Linked DNA regions of Anas platyrhynchos: region 2 is linked to region 1. A link is a contact called in public Hi-C data. All regions are on one chromosome and are shown on one strand. Each heading gives the region's core, a stretch centred on a gene start, on an enhancer-like site or on the middle of the called end of the contact. The rest is flanking DNA. Distances are from core to core; before and after follow the strand shown. Region 1 has its middle 70 kb from the start of TGFBR2. Region 2 overlaps LOC106016617 (a long non-coding RNA gene).

Evidence for each region. Hi-C and Micro-C count contacts between places; a contact is called where the count stands out from the background.
Region 2: a contact with region 1 is called in a Hi-C map of subcutaneous adipose tissue, with 2.2 times the contacts expected there. The contact joins two enhancer-like sites. A contact is called at or near these places in 3 of 8 Hi-C or Micro-C datasets (skeletal muscle and subcutaneous adipose tissue).

What each region holds. Positions count from the first base shown.
Region 1 is chr2:117,019,911-117,026,263 of IASCAAS_PekinDuck_T2T, reverse strand. No RefSeq gene overlaps it. Among named protein-coding and RNA genes, the nearest start is that of TGFBR2, 70 kb to the left of the region's middle. Within about 2 kb of position 1,358, at least 1 of the 8 cell types and tissues checked has an H3K27ac peak or open chromatin away from gene starts, as enhancers often do. A contact at or near this core is called in subcutaneous adipose tissue, where this site is marked.
Region 2 is chr2:117,185,645-117,191,755 of IASCAAS_PekinDuck_T2T, reverse strand. All of the region lies in intron 1 of LOC106016617 (a long non-coding RNA gene), which reads left to right. Among named protein-coding and RNA genes, the nearest start is that of TGFBR2, 96 kb to the right of the region's middle. Within about 2 kb of position 1,930, at least 1 of the 8 cell types and tissues checked has an H3K27ac peak or open chromatin away from gene starts, as enhancers often do. A contact at or near this core is called in subcutaneous adipose tissue, where this site is marked.

The DNA.
Region 1 (6,353 bases), core at 109-2,608:
ATGCAGGATGGAATTACAAGTCAAATTGTTCTTGACAGCTTGACTAAATGTTTTGAAAAATCCTGATCCTCTTTCGTGAGGACACTTAAACAGGAGTAATTAAATATACAGCTGTCTAATGGGGAAAAGCCATGTAGAGCAGTTAGCCAAAGATGCTCTGGTGGTCAGAGTGGATCACAAACCTAGCAAGAGTCAAAAGAGGTAGGCAAACATCTTGTTCATCAAACAGCATTGGTGGCTGAGAGACAGACAAAGCAATCTTCCCTCTCTTTGAAACCCTGGTAAGGTTTCAGAAGACTGTTCTGGCTTTTGAGGCAGCAGAGTAAGCAGAAGACTTTCAAACATGGCCTCTGAGAAAACATGGAAAGAATGACTGCTGTTCAGGACTAGAAAAGATGATGATTAAGGAGCTGTAAAGAAAATCTTTGAACACACAGAAGTTGCAAAAAGGAGCAATATTTCTTGTCTTAGGAGTGGTTGTCTCTAATGATGGTGGACAGCGAAAATATAGATTTAGAATTAGCCATTAAGGTAACCTCATGGGAAGGCTGCAGAATGGCTAGAATTTAAGATCATGACTTTCAGGCTATGCAAGATTACACATTAGCTCTCTTGTATCACTGATCTTATCTCAGGATGGAGGGCATAGTGTCTGGATGACATCTTGAGACCCTGCCACAGCAGCTGCGTCTGTGTGTTTGGTCTCTGTTTCCAAGGGTGTTATTTCAGGGCAGCCAAGAAGCCAGAAATTCTGTTCTATGGGAAATTCCAAACCATACAGGGTTAAGAGTATAGGATATCCTCTTTTGTAACTAACCATAGAACCGTGATGGTCCTCATGGAAAAGAAAATATTAAAAAAAAAAAATAAAAAGTAAAAATAAAAAAGGATATTTTGATTGCTTCAGAAGGAAATCAAGTCTGGAAACTCATCATTCTAATGCCATGCATTTTAAATGTGGCTTGCAGGCTCCTGAATCCATTTTCAGTCTTGGTACAGATCAAGTGTCAGGACTCACTGCTCAGCTGAGGGGCTGAAGGTCTCAAAGCATTTGAGCTCCCTATTGCTCAGACAAAACCTTGGATGTCCAAGCACACCAGTGTCATCATGAGTTACACACCATGGAAACGCATTCCCATTGCTATGTAGTTTTGACAAAAGGCTCACCACAGATTTGCAGTGACACTTTGCGTGTATTCCTTGCTGTCCATTGAAATCCAGTGTTTACATGGGAAACTTTGGCTAGAGTAAAGCAATATTTTCCAACATCTGCCATGTGTGCCATGTCCAAGAGTGTTCTTTAGAAGAGACAAGCCTTTGTATGTCAAAAGTTTGTTACCAGAGGAAACACCAGTAGATGGAGCACAAGACTAGACAGTGCTGCTCTTTGACGCTGTAAAAACAATTAATATAATCACTCCTCACTGCACACAGCTTGTGATAACAGAGCTGGGGGCTGGAGGACAGGAATGGCCACCAACTCTATGCCCAGCTTGAGTTTTCTTGCTGCTGTATTCCTGATGAGGGATTTTTTTCTGCTTTGATATTTACAAACTTATTTCTTGTCTGACTTTATTAGTATTGCACTTTAGGCTTAGCTCATTCACTACTTCTGTTATCATTGTATCTATCCCTACAATTTTCTGTTTCTCGAGTGTTTAATATGTTACCTCTTAGCAAAATGTTTTCGTAGCTTTTTGCAAGTCCCTGAGGAGTTTGCACTGCTTGACCATGTTCCACCACCACCAGCTCTGAAAATCACCTAGTTCTCTACGAATGTCAAACTCTAAAACTTCTAACTTAGCTTCATCAGCAAACTTCATGAACATACATTTATTTTTTGTGAAAGAGTCAGCGATGACCGTATGAAATGAGATTAGCCCTGAATCAATACCATTACTTGAGTGGTTGCCTTCCTCTCTTTGTTAGCTATTTTCATCTCTCATTAGATATTTGTAACCACCTCACATTTTCTGTCCTCGTTCCCATCTTATGTAGGTTCTCCCAAATGTCCAATCCAGCAAATGATTTTTTCCCCAGGAAACTATCTGGTTAGCCTAGCACCATGTCTCTCTGTGTTCCTATTGCACTATATCCCATTTTTTACTCAGCACTATGTCTTTTACTGACACCTTCAACAATTTATCCAAAGCTGCAGTGCAAGTTCTGGCAAAAAATGGAAGTTTTAACTTGCTTGTCCATCATTCTTCTATAAAACAGAACTAACATTTCTTTCTGCCACTCTTTATCTTAGTTTCCCAAGGCCAAATTGGTCTCCGCTATTGTGCAATGCATAGTAAAGCCCTGATCTTGCTGACAATCACCCGAGCATCGAGAAAAAGCCATGTGTGAGACAGAGGAGGCAAAACACCATGCCAAGATACCACCCTGAACGTTGCTTTTCATTCAGCTTTCAATCTTTCCCCTTCTGCTATTCTGACATTTTTCCTATAGTGCCAAATATGGGAAAAAATCCTGTATTTATCCCTCTAGAAATAATGTACGAGAAGGTACAGAAACAGAGCAAGGGTAAAAAAAATCCCTATCAGACAGAATAAAAGAAGCAGCATGGATAAAGCTGTAGTTTCCAGTATCAGTGCCTGCCAGCTTCAAGGACTCACTTCCCAGAATGACAAGCTGGGTGAAAGTTTCTTGGAAGAGCAGCTTTGTGCAGAGGACAATGTAGAGCACATAGTCCCAAAGACAGATGTTATTTTCCATGGGCCTCCGCTCTTTCATGGCAAGTGTTTTCTTCATACTTTCCATTTTTTAAATAGCTTTGTAGAAATTAATGCTCTCCAAGTTCCTCACAAGAAAGAAATTACTTCATCAAAACAGAACATCTGTGTTTGACTGACTATTAACGGCCCATGTCCGTCACTTTCTATTATTTGCCTTATCTGTCATAAAACAAAAGATTTTACCATATCGTATTTTTTTAATTAATCTAAAAATGTGACCACTTGTTTTTCAAATGTACATGAGGTACTAGGACATAAAGTCATCTCTGTGGGACTTCTTCAAGATTGCCCTTTCAGTTTCACTTTTATTATTAAGAATGCTCTAAAACAAACTTAACCCTAATATACCCTGATATACACAAAGTCATTAGTATACTACAATGTGTGCTGCCTTCTTTAAGGGCTTCTCTAGGATCAGTGGATGGACCATGATATTTTGGGGCAGACAGCTGCAATGTTTAGGTTTATGCAAGTTCTTTGGTGATTCTGTAATGGGTGCTATTTCACCGTGCTGCTTCTGCAGCACAGCTTTACAATGCATTCACGTAAATTAGATTTTAGCAAAGGTTAATTGTTCCCATAACCATTGTTTCCTTTTGTGGGTTTGCCTTTAAACCTTTGACGTTCTCTTTATTGTACCTCTTGCTGTGCAAATTTCCTTGTTTTGTTTTGCTTCTCAAAGTAATTTTTAGTTGATTATTGTGTAGTTACAGAATTAGAGTAATAACATCTAATTGTACATCTGAAGCAAAAGCATGTAATTGTGGGAAACTAAATTCAATTTAAAGGAAGAAAACCCCTTCACCAGGGTTTCTCATGGTTTGCAGTGTGCATTTGCCAGGCAGCGTTGCTTTGATTGCATCTAACCTGCAATTAGCATGTGCAATTAAGACATAATGAATGTGTGCAATTGCATTATTTCAGTACGTAAGGGTAGCAATATTTAGCAGTTACTGTACGAGATATAGTGCCTATAAGCTCAAATGACTCATCAGCATTTACCAATTATACAAGAAGGAGGGCAGGCACGTGAGTGGGCCTTACGTACAACCAATTTCCAGGATGAGCACACTTTACTCTCCTGTTGATGGCCCACAGAAGTAGCCACCAGGGAAGAGAGGCTATGCTGATGTGGAGCTGTTGAAAACTGGGGACTAAAATGACACTTTTAGTGTACCATTGACTTTTCATAGAGCTCACGTGATATAAAAAGAGACAGCATACTTAGTCTTTAATATCTCTGAGTTGTTCTCCTCCTCTGCAGTTAACATTTCGTATCAATTTCTTAAGTCTGATCATGCTACCAAAGGATTTAGAAATAAAAATTATTTGAGCATGACCTAATGCTATGATCTGTGTGTATGAGAAAGCCTTGAACACAGAGCAGGCTTTTACACACTCTTACCTGGCATTCTAGGAAGGCAACTCTCCTGTTCTACCAGGATTTTCTGAAAGGACATTTCTTGTCCTTTAAGGGTCAAATGATATTTGAAGAGCGTCTTAATGCATCATGGAATGATACAAATGAAAATACATCTCAATTCAGTCTTACAGAAATAAAGATAAATCTGAATCTTCAGGCATGAGCCTTGACTAGATAAACTGAGATGTTGTGAGTGCCAAACTGCTGGTATTGAAATGAAAGATCCCAGTGATAAAACTCAGGGCCCAATCCAGCAATGGTTTCCCTTTAAATCAGAGACAGAGGAACTAAAATCATACATAACCAGACTCTATTGATTAGTATTAATCTATCACAGAAAATCGTACTCGAAGCCCTGAGACCAGGACAGCTTGCTTTAGGCATGATGATTTGTGTATGTGATTTTGCATACCGGATCCAACACAAAATGCCCAAAGTTCTCACAAGATGCACCCACAGAACTGATAGCAAAAACTACCTCAGCATCCCTTCTGTCTAAATATTTCCTCTCTTCCTAAAGCTCCATATTGAAAAAAGATTATTAAAAGTAGACGCAAGAAATTACAAACAGTGAATCTGCCAGTGGATTGGTTTCTACGCTGATTTATAGCTGCACTTCACTACTTTCAGAACTCGACTTAGCATGCTGAGAAATGGCACTTCTTGTAACTAAGAGTTGGGAACTCATTAGCCAATCCCATATAGTTAAATAGAAAAGAAAAAAGAATAATAATAATAAAAAGGCAGCTATTTCTGCAAAAATAATTTAAGTTCTGCATTTGAAAGCAAGAGCAAGATAAATTGTGACACATTTTCATCCAAGATGTTTATTAAAGATGATATGGGCACAACACACAGATAAACCACGTCCTGAAGCAGGATTAAACTAGATTTCACATTTTAAAGCTGTGCATGCAGCTTGCTGTTTCTCCATCTGGAGAGCTCATCGGCACCTTCTTTATATATATCCCTGCAGTTCTAAATCGACAAATGACAAACACAGCCTCTATTTTTATGGGTATCATTTACTTCACTTTTTATTAAAACGATTAGCTACAAAATACACGTTTTGTACATACCAGTTCTAAATAAGCAGCTATGAAAAAATTACATTAGTCCTGAAATGAGACCACCATATCGCGCACATTGGATGTGTTAAAGGGTCAGAAACAATAGAAAATATATAGAGATCAGATGAAGTACTCACATCACACTGGAAGGTTAAACTACACCTTCAAAGACATCAGCCCACATGTTGGCTTGAGACACACTTTCTGCAAACATTGAAAAAGTTCTCTCATTTAAAAAAGAACTGCAGCCACTACAGTATCTGCACAGAGAAATGCACTAACATGAAGAGAGACAACACTTTTTTGACAGTAGTGTCATCAAAAAAACACCACAGGTCAAATTCTTCGCTGATGGAAGGTGACATAGCTTCCCCTGAATCAAAAATTAAGTACTCACCAAGATTCCGGATCATAATCAAAAAATCCTGACACTATCATGTCTTTCACTTCAAGGACGAAAAAGAAAAGGAGGAGGGTTAGCAGTCCTATCCACCATAAGAAGCAAAAGCCAAGTCATTGCATCCATTCAGCACCCCTTGCCACACTCTGCAACTGGCTGGGAGGCTAAATAAGCTTTATGGGCCCTGAAATTAGTGAAATGTTTTCCAAAATCATGATAACTGGTAAACCCAAAAGCACAAAGTAATAAAAAAGTATTCTGCACATATTACAGGGCAGAATCCAGGGGCCATATTCTGCCATTTATTTTCATGTTAATATCAACACGGGGTTTGGTTTGAAATCCAATGACTCCCTAGAGTAGCACAAGAAAATTCACTTCCAGGACACTGTTAAAGACATCCGTCAAGTTCTGCAGATTTGATTCTTCCTCTTATCTACTGCTTTGATATTGTGACCTCCTTGGTTATCGTGACCTTTTCTAAACTTTCTATACCATCATCCTGGAGATTGGAAGTAGGAATGTCACGCAATTTTGGATCCTAGTACAATGTAGGAATTGAAAACATAAAAGCATTGTGTTTAAAGACAACTTTCAGCAATACAGAAAATGTTATAGCAGAAAGGTTCATATTGGTCGGTGTTACCTCGAATACAGGATAGGGAACAACCATTAAAACACTAAGGTAAGTAGGTGTTGATTACAGTGTGAAATACAGT
Region 2 (6,111 bases), core at 681-3,180, 160 kb before region 1:
AATAATAATTTAGGACCTAAGAGCAAATTTCTAACATTTATATAATTTTCAGACTGTTGGATTTCTGGGCTTCCAAATACAAGAAGAATTATCTGTCAAAACTCTGGAATAATCAAATATTTGGGCAAAGTAATCTATGGGTCACCGCTTTGCAATCATATGGAATTTGAGAGTAATGTACGGCTCTGTTTTTCCTTCCTTTGAGTGCAATAGAAAGGTTTGACAATTCTAAAACAGAGGTATGGTTTGCCTTCAAAAGAAAACAGGAAATGCAAGTTTTATGTTTTTATTTTCTTTATGGCAACATCATGGGGATTCTTAGCAATATTTAGCTGTTTTAGACAGGTCAGTTTTAAGAACTTAATTTTTTTCTGAATGTTGGGCATTTTAATGAGTTATGCAGCTGACTGAAAGCCCTGACATTTTTATTTTTATTTATTTATTTTTTGGACAGCAGATGTAGTAAATGGAGAAAGCTAGATGGAGAAAGATTAAATTCCATGACTGCTGGACACTGTAGATTGGTCAGAATTGTTAGCTTCTAAATGTCCTTCATCCCATAGCATGTCTAAATCCTTCAAATGTCTCTAACATAAATAACCTACTTTCTTGCAGTATCCTCTTTCTCTGACATGATACCAGTGTTATTTACCATAAGTAAAATCTGTACCTATGTTGGACTTAAGTCAGAAAATTGAGGTTCATAAATGACAAGTGATTTGCTTTGAGAGGGAATACAGGCCCTGGTTTCTCTCTCACAGAAGACAGTGACAACCCAACCTTTGCTTTTCACTGGTTTAGGAGTGGGGCCAAAACTGGGATGGTTATATCCATCTTTTTCTGTGAACTGGATTCCAAATAAATCACCTGTTATATTAGCCCAAAATTGTAAATGATCAGAGAGGAAGATAAACTACAGCAAGTCATTAGTGTGCCAAGGACTAGACCATTTAAACAATAGAGGTGATGTAATCTTTATTGATTTCTTTTCCTCATCCATATTATAAAACATTTTATTAAAGCCACCTGGGAAACACAAATCCAATGTTATGAATGTTTTACACTAAGACCATAAGATCTTATTTTCCTATGGAAAAAGCCAAAATCCAGGTGGCTGTGGGATGTAGAAAATGCACGTTCAAGTCTTTGCTGTACACAGAAGAGGAACAGATCTTGTGAGACAGCAGGTCCTTCTTTAAAACATTTTCTTCAAACCACATCTCATCCAAATACCAGATAATTAAATTAATCTGGGCATCGTTCATTTTTTAAATTTGTTTCAGAATTTTATTCTGAAATTGTGAGCTGTTGCCAGTAAAATCTTCACTTGAAACATTGTTTACCATTGGAGGAGAGGTGGAGGGCTTGCTTAATGGGCTTTTTTCCAAAGGAAAAGGGTTTTGTAGAGGGAAAAAAAAATTACACAAAAAAAAATAAAAACAACGAAATCTTATTCTTTAGAATGGTATGCTAGATACTAAAACAGTTCCATTAGCTCCTCAAAAACTTTTAGAGGCCAATTTTAAACTGGATTTTGAATCACACTCTGGCAAGTAATATACAGTTTAAGTATTAATTAGAGGTAACGGTGTCTTTTAATTAACTGTAGCTTAAAATGTTGAGTGGAAAAAAAAAAAAAAACACAAAAACTTTATCAGCACTACTTTTTTGGTTATTTTTTAATTGTTACCTCTGGCCGTCTAACCTTCTCAGTAATTCAAATTAAATCTTTCCCAAAAGACCAAATTAGGCCTTTCCCTCCCCCTCCTCTCCCCAAAGAAAAGAAAACATTACACAAATGTCGAGAATTACTTCTGCAGTATGTTGGGTAAAGGACAAACACCCTTGTCAAAACAGGATACCTGGTCAGAACCACACATCACTCAGCACTCTCTCTTCACACACATTGCTGCCCAGATTAGAGATAGCCAGGAAGTGCGTGTTGTTTACTTGGAAGCTGGCATGAGAACTGCACCGATGTTCCAGCTCTCCAGGATGGAGAGGGGACGTAATAAAGAATGCAGCAATCATCTACAACTTCCCTCCCTCGTCCTCCATGACTTTTTGACCACTAGCTTAGTTTACATTTAACAATTGGGGGAAAAAATAGTCATGTCATCCTAATCTTTTATTTTTAATGGTTTTCAGTTTAGCAATGTTTGCGTGGGTGGTATTTTATTTTATTTTATTTTATTTTTTTCACATTAAAATCAGTTTGTTTAAGCTTTATTTTCTGAAGTCTTCTAAAGTGTTGTTCATTAGTTCTATACACTCAGGGGGACCAACATCCTGTGTTTGGAATTGGGTACAATGGCAGTGACAATGTGTGTCCTCTGTGACTTGATGTCAAAATGCTATATGAATTGTTCCCTAAATTCTCACACATGGACTATGAGTTTATTCTGTAGAAAATGCTTCAGGCTGAGAAAAAAACACCACCTTACAATGGCCATGAAAATAATGTCGTTTATAGAGCTGATGATCAAAGATTTCAAAGGACAAGAATGCCCTCGATGGTCACTATTGTGTTGTCTGTTAATGTCCTGGGTTACTGGAAGCTCAAGGGGGAACAGAATGTCCTGGATGGGCAGATTTCACAAAGGTTTTTATTAATACTACAAAACAAGACCTTATAATATTGTGCTTTTTTCTCCTTGTGCTTCAGGAACACAGAACTTAGTTCTTGTCTTCTTTGTGGGTCACTGAAATCATATAAAAATTGGAATAATAATAATAATAAAAAGTGTCCAGAACATTTCCTTAATTATTATTTTTGGTTAAATGACAGAGTTGGTAAAGTTCAAGTGACCTCATTTCCGATTTACTGAAACTAGAGTTGAAGAATACTATTAATGGACAAAAAAACAGGGATGCAGTGTGTCTAGGGGGGCATATAAAGCTTCACTAGAAGACAGCAGCTGGAACCCAGGACTTTAAAAAACTTTTTATTCCTTTGGGGATTTCCTCACCATTCAAGTACTAACTTTCTTCCATTGAGGACTCTGAAATACTAACCAAATGTCATATTTTGATCTATAATTTGCAGGATCGAATGTATGTCTAGAAGCTCTTTTGCTTTCAGTGGAAAAAATTACTAACCCAAAACACAATCAGTCTTTAAACAAACAAATAAAAAAAACACATATAGCAGAAAGGTGCCTCATCTCCTAAAATGTTACTCATGACAAAAGACATTCAAATTATCCTCTTTGAAGATATAGAAGCATTCAAATGTATTGTGTAGATACATAACAGATTCAGATTTGTGTGGTGTGCTTTCTTGGTTAGACAAGAATGTCCTGGCAGCTTAATGTTCATTAACATTAAATACTGTAAGGGACAGTCTCAAAATCCTGTTTTAGCTTCATCTAATGTGAGGCCTTTGTGGAATTTCACTGCTTTGAACTTGTATATCGAGGGACGTACAGGAAAATTAACTTGGATTTAAGCATATTAGCTAACTTTTGTGCAGACACTTCAAGAAAAAAATGAAGACACAGAATTTTAAAGCCAACTTAATTCTGTTTAAGTATGTCTACACAAGAGATTAGTGCTCCTTAAAAGGGAATTCAGAGTAAATGTGAGAACAGAAACTGATTCCTAGACTGGTGACCTAACCACTCACAATTTGTACAGGAAACAAGTAGTTGCTTCTTTCAATCTGTGATTAATGTGGTTCAATCTGTCCAATAGCATGCTCAGCTATAATTATTTCTGTAACTGCTAACATTTTTTAACATAAGACTTGTAGACACATTTCTGAGAGTTTCTTTAGAATTTGTGTCATTTTTGAAGGGGTTAAGACAAATGCAGTGTTTGCTGCCCCCATCATTTGAAATGTTCTCGGCTTTAATGCCAAGTATAGACTACTCAGGCTTTTCTTTGTATTTGAAGAGCTGCATGGCATCATAATGGGTGGGTAAAAAGTAGGGTTTGCAGGGCTCAAGTTAGAAAACTTTAATACACTGCTTTCTGTTCCCTCCTGATAAGAAAATGGGAAAACCTGTAACTCACTGCACTGGTAAGGCTGTAGGCATCAAGTTTTAGGATCAAAAAATTATGAAGTCATCCCAAAGCCACATTTAGTCACTGAATGGAGAATACTTTGAATGTTTTCCACCAAAATTCTGAAGTATCATCAAGACAAACAATAATCTAAATCTTTTTTTTCTTTTTAAATTGTTGTAGAATTCTCCAATAATTTCCTCTCAGTGGAAGAACACTTATTTATTTATTGTAGCTTAAAATTGTAATAAGGTAAAGCACTATGTCAGTTTCCGTGCAAATACTGCATTTAATTTTGTGCTATTCTGATTACAAAGGTTTCTTTTTTTCAGTAGGAGCACTAAAAGCTTCTCTTAAAAAAGCACACAAATGATTTCAGTCCAAATCAGTTATTTTTGTAAATTAACTCTACTAATGTGTAGGAAAGGGGTTGTTTTTGATAAATAAATCCAATAATTCTTCTAACAAATAATGTGTCTCTACTAACTATCAATATATTCTGCCTCAATACCAAACAATTCCCGGAACAAGGAACACTGATTCTCTTCTTATTTAATTAGAAGACTTGTTTCTCATGGGCACTCATGCTGATTTATGAATACCTATTGTTCTTAATTTAACTACGCATTCAGTTTTGCACAATGGAAGACATACACACTCTGGCCTTGATTCATTCAACATACCTATGAGACCAAGCATCTACGTGTTTTACTATTAAGCACCTAATTCTAGGAGCCCTTAGGCTACAATAAATATAATTTTATCAAGCAATTAACTCAGGAATTCTATGAAGAATGCAGGGGGAGGTCTGTTCCTCTTTAAGATGGCAAATGCTACACAAATCTAACAAAAAGAGGTTTTTGTTTAAGTGCTTTAATGTGAGAAAATTCAAATAAGCATCTAAAACTTCAGGGTCCAAATTCTTCTGTCATTAACAGTAATACAAATTTACTGAATTCAGATCAAATACAATTATGAGACAGTGGTGGTTGTTTTTGCCATGGTGTTTTTTTTTCAATGTGATTAGATCTTACTGGAACCTCCTAGGTCCCCAGTAGAAAATTCAGAGTCCCCTGAAAACAATAACATGGTAATGGGATTAGGAGTGTTCTTTACCCTTTCCCTCCCCTCTTTTTCTCTCCCCTGTTCTTTGTCCCTTCTCTACCTCTCCTTGTCTCCTATCAGTACAAGTAGAGGTATGCAAAAGTAAGAAGACAATCTGAAACAGCAAACATAATTCGAATCTTCAAAACAGTGTTGTTTGTTAGTAACTGAGAAATGTCTTTTCAGTCGAATCTTTTTTTTTTAATAATTTTGGGTAATCGGTGTCAGGGTCAACTGATGCATGCCTGCTTCTACAGGGCCAGTATAGACATTAAGTCCTATAAGCCATCGAAAGGGTGAGGAATAGCTGGAGGAAGATTTGCAATATCATCTTAGTTTAAACTCTTGGTGTAAAGACTTGTCAGATTAAGTTGTAAGAAGGAGCAAAACAAAAATAATTTTGAAGGAATATAGGGTTGTGTGTACACCATGTATGTCCATCCAGCTTTCTCCAATCAAAATGTTTTTGATGATCGAAGATAGATTTCATGTTAAAATAGACTTTGACTGTATTTTGGTGTTCCTGTCTACAGAACTTACTATGTTTGATCTACTTACATATGAGATGGCTCTAGGTCATCGTTTTTTTATCACCCTAGCTAGCTTTAAGCAAGACAGTGTCATCTTGATCAAGTTTAATCTCACAGATTTTGCTTGTAACATCCACAACTTTAATTTACAGCTTTTCTGAGAGTAATTTCTGCTTCAGGTTCCCCATAGCATGTTGTCATTGTGGTAAGTAAGAGTCTCGTGGATTGTACATCTGACAGAGGATTTTGGTCCAGGTAAATGTAGAGCTTAGGGATATGGTTTAGTGGGGATTGTTTGTGTTTGGTTAGAGGTTGGACTCGATGATCTTGAGGTCTCTTCCAACCTAGAAATTCTGTGATTCTGCGAAATCCTTCCCTTCCGCCCGAGTGAAGAGTTGGATCAAGTGATGTGACCATGCACAGTTTCACCCTGCATCAGGAAAAACGAATCCTGCAGATTTTTATGTAAAAT